2 separate regions of the Mus musculus genome follow, and region 2 is linked to region 1. A link is a contact called in public HiChIP or PLAC-seq data. All regions are on one chromosome and are shown on one strand. The core of a region is the stretch at or near the end of the contact, and the rest is flanking DNA. Distances in the headings are between cores, read along the strand shown. Region 1 overlaps Epb41l2 (erythrocyte membrane protein band 4.1 like 2). Region 2 overlaps L3mbtl3 (L3MBTL3 histone methyl-lysine binding protein).

What was found. HiChIP or PLAC-seq counts read pairs in DNA pulled down with a chosen protein or histone mark.
Region 2: a contact with region 1 is called in an H3K27ac HiChIP or PLAC-seq map of regulatory T cell precursor, with 6 times the contacts expected there. The contact joins two enhancer-like sites. A contact is called at or near these places in 1 of 39 promoter capture datasets (hippocampal neurons) and 1 of 115 datasets of contacts at active chromatin or transcription factors (regulatory T cell precursor).

The regions. Positions count from the first base shown.
Region 1 is chr10:25,386,065-25,389,887 of GRCm38.p6, reverse strand. The region is part of intron 1 of Epb41l2 (erythrocyte membrane protein band 4.1 like 2); the gene reads right to left. Among named protein-coding and RNA genes, the nearest start is that of Epb41l2, 28 kb to the right of the region's middle. Within about 2 kb of position 2,382, at least 64 of the 459 cell types and tissues checked have an H3K27ac peak or open chromatin away from gene starts, as enhancers often do. A contact at or near this core is called in regulatory T cell precursor, where this site is marked.
Region 2 is chr10:26,356,679-26,360,534 of GRCm38.p6, reverse strand. The region is part of intron 1 of L3mbtl3 (L3MBTL3 histone methyl-lysine binding protein); the gene reads left to right. Among named protein-coding and RNA genes, the nearest start is that of L3mbtl3, 15 kb to the left of the region's middle. Within about 2 kb of position 1,549, at least 45 of the 459 cell types and tissues checked have an H3K27ac peak or open chromatin away from gene starts, as enhancers often do. A contact at or near this core is called in regulatory T cell precursor, where this site is marked.

The DNA.
Region 1 (3,823 bases), core at 1,133-3,632:
TTATCTCAATTTGCAATTCCCTACTTCAGCCTCCTCAGTGCTAGAATTACAGGTTTGTGCCACCATGCGCAGGCAAAATGATAAATCTTATGTAAATTTTATAGAGTTTTAATGTATCTTTCATATATACTAAAATAAAGATAATATTAATTCAAGGGCTAAAATCTATAGCAGAGAAAGTGTTTATGACCATTAAAGCTTTCCCTAATAAAGATAGGAACTACAAATCAGCTGTGTTCCAGAAACACTTGATAAACTAGAGACCTGTTTTTCCTCCAAGAGGGAGTGGTTTTATTCCACCACAAATAAGATGTGAGTGTGAGCTCTGACACTAGTAACCACACTGAAAGGTGAGCAAGAGTAACAAACTCCAACTCCTTAAAAGGTGCGAATGCAGAGCAGAGAGTTCACCTCAGTTTTCCAAGACCATCAACTCACTAGCTGAAGGTAAACGAAGGACAAGAACAAAGCAAGTCTCTGCTCTCCTCCATAGGCTTCTCCACACACTTGCTTTAGCCCGAGTGCATCTTGGAGCTTCCCTCTCAAGCCACACACTGCATTCATTTCAAAATGGCCATTCAAATGTGTTGAAAAATAAACTTGGAAGATCACCCTCCAAGTATGCTCCTGAATCTCCTCTGTGCACTCTCAGACTCTAACCCGTAAAGACTTAGGCTATCACAATATTCTGTGAGAGTTATTTCAGAAGAACAAAGAACACTGAGTACAAATCTCAGGGGAAAAGAAAAACCCCAGGAAATCAGCTTAATCAGCTAAAATGGTTCACCATCCCAAGAAGCAAAAGACAAGATTCTTTACCCATAACTGCATGACAATAGATGCTGAACTGTCCACATGCCCCACACTATCACAGAAGGCTCTTGCCTGGTTCAGCTGCTCACCAAGTTGGAAGCCCTCAGTGCCTTAGACAAGCTGAAGATGCTGATTGAAGATGCATCCTTCCATGGAAGCTACTCATTAATATTCTTGCAGGAGACAGCCTCAGTCCCTCTTAACCAAGGAACATCATATGCAACAATGAACAAGGCCAGAGGTGACAATGTCATATGGGATGCTAGCACAAACTCTCCAGGTAACTAAATGAAAACCTGGTTTCAAACACTAAACAATAAAAGTCAGAGAACTGTGCTGTGCACTGTATGTCTGAGATGAAGGACCTAATGAGGTCCTAGGCTTACGCTTCATCTCTCACCTTCTGCTCTCTCTGCCTCTTTACCAATGCTCTGACACTACACTCAAGTGTGATCCGAATTAGACACCCTTCCAACTAAGGAAGAAAACGTGTAATGCACTCTTGGGTGAAAGCTGCTGAAAGAGACATCCATGACCTAGACCTTGTTATTTAGAGCCTTATGGTCAGTGAAAAACAAGACACCTACAGTAAACAATTACAAAACCATCTAAATAAGCCTGGCTCTGACCAGACCTGCACTCAAACCTAACCCTGATATTTAAGGACTTCGCCTCTCAGACCTTCATACCTTTTTTTCCTTATTCCTAAAATGGGGGTATCAGTGCCCTGCAGAGAGGTTTGTAAGGAACAGAGAGGGAACCTCTTGAAGCATCATCAGCAACAGCAGCACTGTTAATTACTACAGTAACAAAAGGTCTGTCTGATGCTGTCATGGAACCTAAATGACACTAGAATTAGGTGTTCCACCACAGCCTGTGCTGAGCTGATAGAGAAGGTATGAGAGACAAGTGGAGCCAGCTAAGACGGAAAAGAAGTGAGAAGAGTGCCGAGGCTGCAGTTGTATTAGGGGCTGTGGCTGCAGAGGCAGCCGTATCAGGGTCCGTGGCTACTTTTTTGGCATAGGTTAGGGCTGCTTGGAGTCACTTAAAATGTCAACATCCTGGGGTTGCATTTGTAAGTTAAAGGTTCAACTAAAGAATGGCTATAGTTCTTGACCACTCAAAATTCAGTAACTGGTGTAGGAACTCTAAAAGAGAGCAATTAAGATACAACTCACAGAGGAGGCCAGCAAGATCTCTCAGAAGCTAAGAGCATTTGCTAGTCTATAAGAGGACTCAAGTTCAAGTCCCAGCTCCCACATCAGGTAGTTCACAACCGCCTCTAACTCCAGCTCCAGGGGATCTAATAAACTGTTCTGGACCCTGAGGGTAACCCACACACTCACACAAGAAAGATCCCCACACATGTACAAGTAATCAAATATAGAAATTAAGCCTTTCTTTAAAATAAAATGAAAAGGATGTCTTCAAATCTGGAAAAACAAAGCTGTCCAGCAGCCACGGAAAGTCCTATGGCTAGAATAGGGCATCCCGTGAGAAGGATACCAACTGTTGACTTTGAATTCTGACACTTAAAAGGGAGCTCTTAACTGCTCCACAGTAGGGAAGTGACATCATCAAGCACAAAGGGCAGCTTGAGAAGTGGTGGGGAGAAAAGAACATCAAAGGGAACAGAAAGGAGCTAGAAAGTGGAAACCAAATGGCTAAGACAGGCTTGATACCTCAGCGTGAAGAATGTGAAGAATAGGGACGGGATTTGTGAAGAGGAGTTCTAAGGGTCCAAGCTGTTGCCAAGTTTTTAGGGTAAATGGTTCATTCTCTTGGAAAGGGCCCCAGATCTCACTTTCCCCTCAGCGCTTTCCTCCCTTGCCATGGTACTATCCGGTAGGTCTAAGATTCTCATCCTTTTTCCTCTTTTCAAATCCCCCAGATGGTTCTAACATTGCCAGGATTGAGAACCAGTGCTTACAGCAGACAGGGAATACTAAATAGTTGCAATCAACTAACAGGACATCTGATTAGGCAGGAAGTGATAGGAGAGGATTCTGGAATGCCACTGAGAGCAGCCAAGAGGGGAGGAGACAATACAGGAGGCCGCCTCTGCAGGAAGGGATACAGGAGAAGGCAGCTGAGTAAGCCCTCTGGAGAAAAGCACCTATACCCAGCTCCGCTAAGAACCTATCTCATTCAACTCTAAGACATACCACATCACCACCAGCACCTACAATTTCTACATGGCAAAAGGAGCATCCAAGTCAGGTAATGCACTCTCATTCCTAGCGAGGAAAGAAAAGTAACAGTGTGTGTTGGACTCACTGTGACAAGCACCACACTCAACCAAAAGCACAGCATACTCCAGCTCAGGTCTTGGCATTTGGTCCACTATGACCAGGAAAGCATCCATGGCAAGAAGCTCACGCCAAGGCACCCAGGAAGCAGAAAAGAAATGGAGTGAGGAAGAGGCCAGCACATCCCAGTGACCTACTGCTTCAGACAGGCCCCATCATCTCCTAAAGTCTCCACTGCTTCTCAGAACTGTGCCTCCAGCTGAGGCTCCAAGCATTCAACTCATAAACCTGTCGGCGACATTTCCATTCAAACCATAACATAATCTGAACTTCATTAAGACTTGTGTTTCATTTACTAGTTTTTATTCATTCCATAAATACGCAGAGAGTGCTCTAACACATGCCAATCACTAGGAGCAGGCTAAAGCATGGCTGCTGCTCTGAGAAAAGACAGTAGCTGGAAAAGCCTGCACAGTCGGCTGTTAAAATGGAACCTGGTAGATGCTGTGCACATCCAAGAGTGACAAAGAGATGGCAGCTAAGCCGACTGGTGGGAATCAGAAACTATTCGTTTTAAAAGGACCAAGAATTAGGGAAGAATTAGGGAAGAATTGGCTCTGAAGTATATAAGTCACTCAAGAGATAGATCGAACTCAGAAAAGTCTCAGCTACTAATCTTTCTGTTGAAACGGGTCTCACAGAATAGTTCAAGCTGGCCTCAGACTTGCAGAACTCCTCAGGCCTCAGCATCTGGAGGGCTA
Region 2 (3,856 bases), core at 300-2,799, 970 kb before region 1:
GGAGGAGGAGGAGGATGGTCATGGTGGGCAAACAGTGAAGGAAAGACAAGGTTCACCTGTGGGGCCTGGAGGAGGCCTAGCATTTTCATATACAGCCCTGCTAGGTGAGCAGCACAAACCAGTTGCTAAAGAATGATTTCTTTCTTTCTTTCTTTCTTTCTTTCTTTCTTTCTTTCTTTCTTTCTTTCTTTCTTTCTTTCTCTCTCTCTCTCTCTCTCTCTCTCTCTCTCTTTCTTTCTTTCTTTCTCACTCTCCCCCTCCCCTTCTCTCTCCCCCCTCCCCCTCTCCCCTCCTCCCCCTCCCTCTCTCTCTCTTGCGAATGGGTCTCATGAGGTAGCCCCGTCTATCCCAGAACCTTTATAACTCAGGCTAGCCTTGAACTCCCAAAGATCCAGCTTTCTCTGCCTCTGCCCTCCCAGTTCCAGGATTAAACGTGTGTTCCAGCAAGCATGTTCATTGATCTTAAGCAGGCCTTCCTACCTCTGATGTGGTTTTTTTTTTCCACTGTACTGTCACTCTTTTACACAATTGTCATTCTGTTTGGCTCATGGTAATGATTTTAGTGCCCCTGATTCACGATCACATAAGGGATTAAGGTGTGCTATCTTTGTAACCAAAGCCTAGGAAGATAAGTCGGTCTCCATCAGGCAGTAATACGTCAGGCCTCTCCTGTGAGTCACACACCTTTAGTCATGTTCTCTGAATTTTAATGTGATTCTGCTCTGAAGTAATGTATCCCCCATTGAATAACCTGGGCTTACAACCTTAGCATCGCTGTACCTTAATTTTGAAATTGCATCTGTTAAATGAAAAATGTAGCGTGGAGCTTCAAACAAAGAAGCTATAACATGATAGTGGTCATTTACCTGACTCTTTTTGGTTTGCTTTATCGTTTTGTGGTCCTAGGAACATATAATTTTAGCCAAGCACCATACTGCTGGACTACACCCTAACCCTTATTTAAGTTTTGTTTTTTTTGTTTGTTTTTAGTTATAAAAATCCTTTGGTTTTGATTGTGTGTGTGTGTGTGTGTGTGTGTGTGTGTGTGTGTGTATGTGTTTTGTGGGCTCATACCATATATATGGAGGTCAGCGGTTGACATCCAATGGCTTTCTTGATTATTCTCAGCATGGTCTCTTGCTCGAGGTCCCAGCTTCCTCTGCCGCTCTCCGCTTGCTGAGTGTTAGGATCAGGGGAAGCAGTGAGCAGTGTGGATGTTGTGGATCTGAATCTAGGCCTCAGTCCTTTGGGACATGGGTTTTTCACCGAGTCATGTCCCCAGCCTCTGTCTCTTTCTTTACTCTATCTGAGCACCATCTTAGCGTTCCTCTCACTATAACTTCTAGAGACATGCCTTGAGCATGACTGGCCAGATGACATGGCGTTGATGTCATCCTGGCTGGCTCCTTCCACCTGCTGTTCCAGACTTTGGGTGGGAGTTGGGCCTCTCTTTTCTTTTCTTTTGTGCTGAGCAGTTGTGTTCAGAGGACTCTTATCTTCTCTCCATCTCGTCTCTTTCCTTCAGAGTCGGCTCCAGAAACTTCTGCCTGTCTCGCAAAGCCTCTTTTATCTGCTCATGGCAGAAAACAAACAGGTGGCATGAAAGACTGTCTAGTCAAAGTGAGATGAGTCGATCTATGACATTTGTGAGGGCTAGGTCCCAAGCCACCTTCAATTCTCAAACTACGTTCTGTGAAATCACTAAAAGAAGACCAGAAATAATCTCTCTAGGCCCTCACTACGCATCTCTCTTGTTGAGTGATCTTTATGGTGTCGAGCACTAACTGAAATAAATTTGCACATCTTTTCTACTGGTATTCTTTGGAAGGCTTAGTGGCTGTGTTCACACGATGTGTCTGAGTCATTGCATTTGACATTTCTGTCTTCAGTTGATCTTGAAATGTCTATCTTGTGGCCAGGAACTATGGCTTTCATAAACATGTCCACGTTCCCTTTATTCTGTCGTCAACACTAGACTCCACTAGTAGTTAATTTTGCTTGTATGATTTCTCTTAAAAAAAAGTTTTATTTTAAAAATCATTTTATTTGCAGTGTTCATAGCAGTTAAGAATAAGCTCTCTGACTAAGAGCCCTACCTGGACGTAGGCCAGGCCTGGCAATGCGCGCCTGCCCCTCAGCTTATGAAGAATCATGTCTCTGAGGAAGCAATGATTAGGAAGTCTCACCACAACTTCAGGGGTTGATCAGGATGGTGGGGCTGTAAACACTGGGTCTGGGGGTGTATATGGTCTTTGCCATATGTTATACTGATAAGCATGCACTTAGAGTTAACTCCTCTCTCTCAGTAACCCAAGAGCTTCACAGGGCTAATTTTCCCATAGCGACTTCTACACCATTTTTTTCTCTTGTTGACATTAGTAGCAAATATTTTTGTGGGAAGACATGCCTCTTATAATATACTTTTAAATAAGCGTGAAGTAGGATTTAACATTTATATATTATATTTATATCATAACCTTTTTTTTAAAGCCTACAGCACCTGGTATTCCCAGGTGCTCCCCCATCCAAGTATTAACCTGGCCAGACCCTGCTTAGATATCATAACTTTTGAATGTATTGTTTTAACATTAGTTTTAATTTTAACATGGAGAAAGCTCAATGTGGCTGTTGTTGAACACTGTCTCCCCTCCTTTTGGACACAGCTGGAATTTCCAGTTGCTGACCGATCCTTCTAAACATAACTTATGTACATACAGGGGACATACTCCATATCTCCTTTGGTTTTATACAAATGGTAGCGCAGCATTTTTGTACTTTGCTTAAAATTAGTCATATTAATTCTATCTTGAATTATTTCTACATTAGAATGGAGTTTCCTCTTTGCCTTTCCCTGTGGCATTTTATGCCATGGCATTGAACTGTTGTAACTCTCTACCTACGAAGAACCCACACACACACACACACACACACACACACACACACACACACGAGTATCTAGTAGGATCATTTTCTAGAAGCAGACTTCCTGAGTTGGAGGATAAAGTCTGGGTTGTTAGTTCATAGTACTTTTAACTTACAATGATTATTAGAGGCCCAACCACCTTCAGCTTCATAACATAAAATATTTGTTGTTTGTTTGCTTTGTCTTGGGCTTTCTATGCCTGAGTTATCTCCTCAGTCTCCTCACATGGGTTTTCTGAGTGTGTGATGCTACTTGAAGACAGATTTGCCTACATAGAAGCACTGAACATACACTCCTCCCAAAATAATCAAAAACAAAGGAAAAACAATCTGGTCTTATTAACATCTAATGGGACAGTGCTATTAACATCATGTGGGGAGGGTTCATTAGTCAGGGCTACCAGAGACTTGGTTAACTTGAGAATGTGAGGTGGTCCATTTAATAGGGAGATGCTCTCAAGGGAGGGTCAAGTTGAATAGCTTTGGTTTGGAGAAAAGGAAGTGTGTATGTGTGTGTGTGGAGAGAGAGAGAGATATAGAGATAGAGAGAGAGAGAGAGAGAGAGAGAGAGAGAGAGAGAGAGAGTGTGTGTGTCTGAGGATAGTGCCCCATACCATTTGTTTGCTGTACCATTCTAGCTGGCAGGAGAGCACTGGGAGACAGTACCATTGGTGATTAACGGCCATGGTCAGTGAGGTCACATATACTTTCTTTCTTTCTTTCTTTCTTTCTTTTTTTTTTTTTTTTTGAGACAGGGTTTCTCTGTATAGCCCTGGCTGTCCTGGAACTCACTCTGTAGACCAGGCTGGCCTCGAACTCAGAAATTCACCTGCCTCTGCCTCCCGAGTGCTGGGATTAAAGGCGTGTGCTACCACTGCCCGTGGGCACGTATACTTTTGGGAATCAAAAGTTGCACTGGTTTACTTGTTGACCC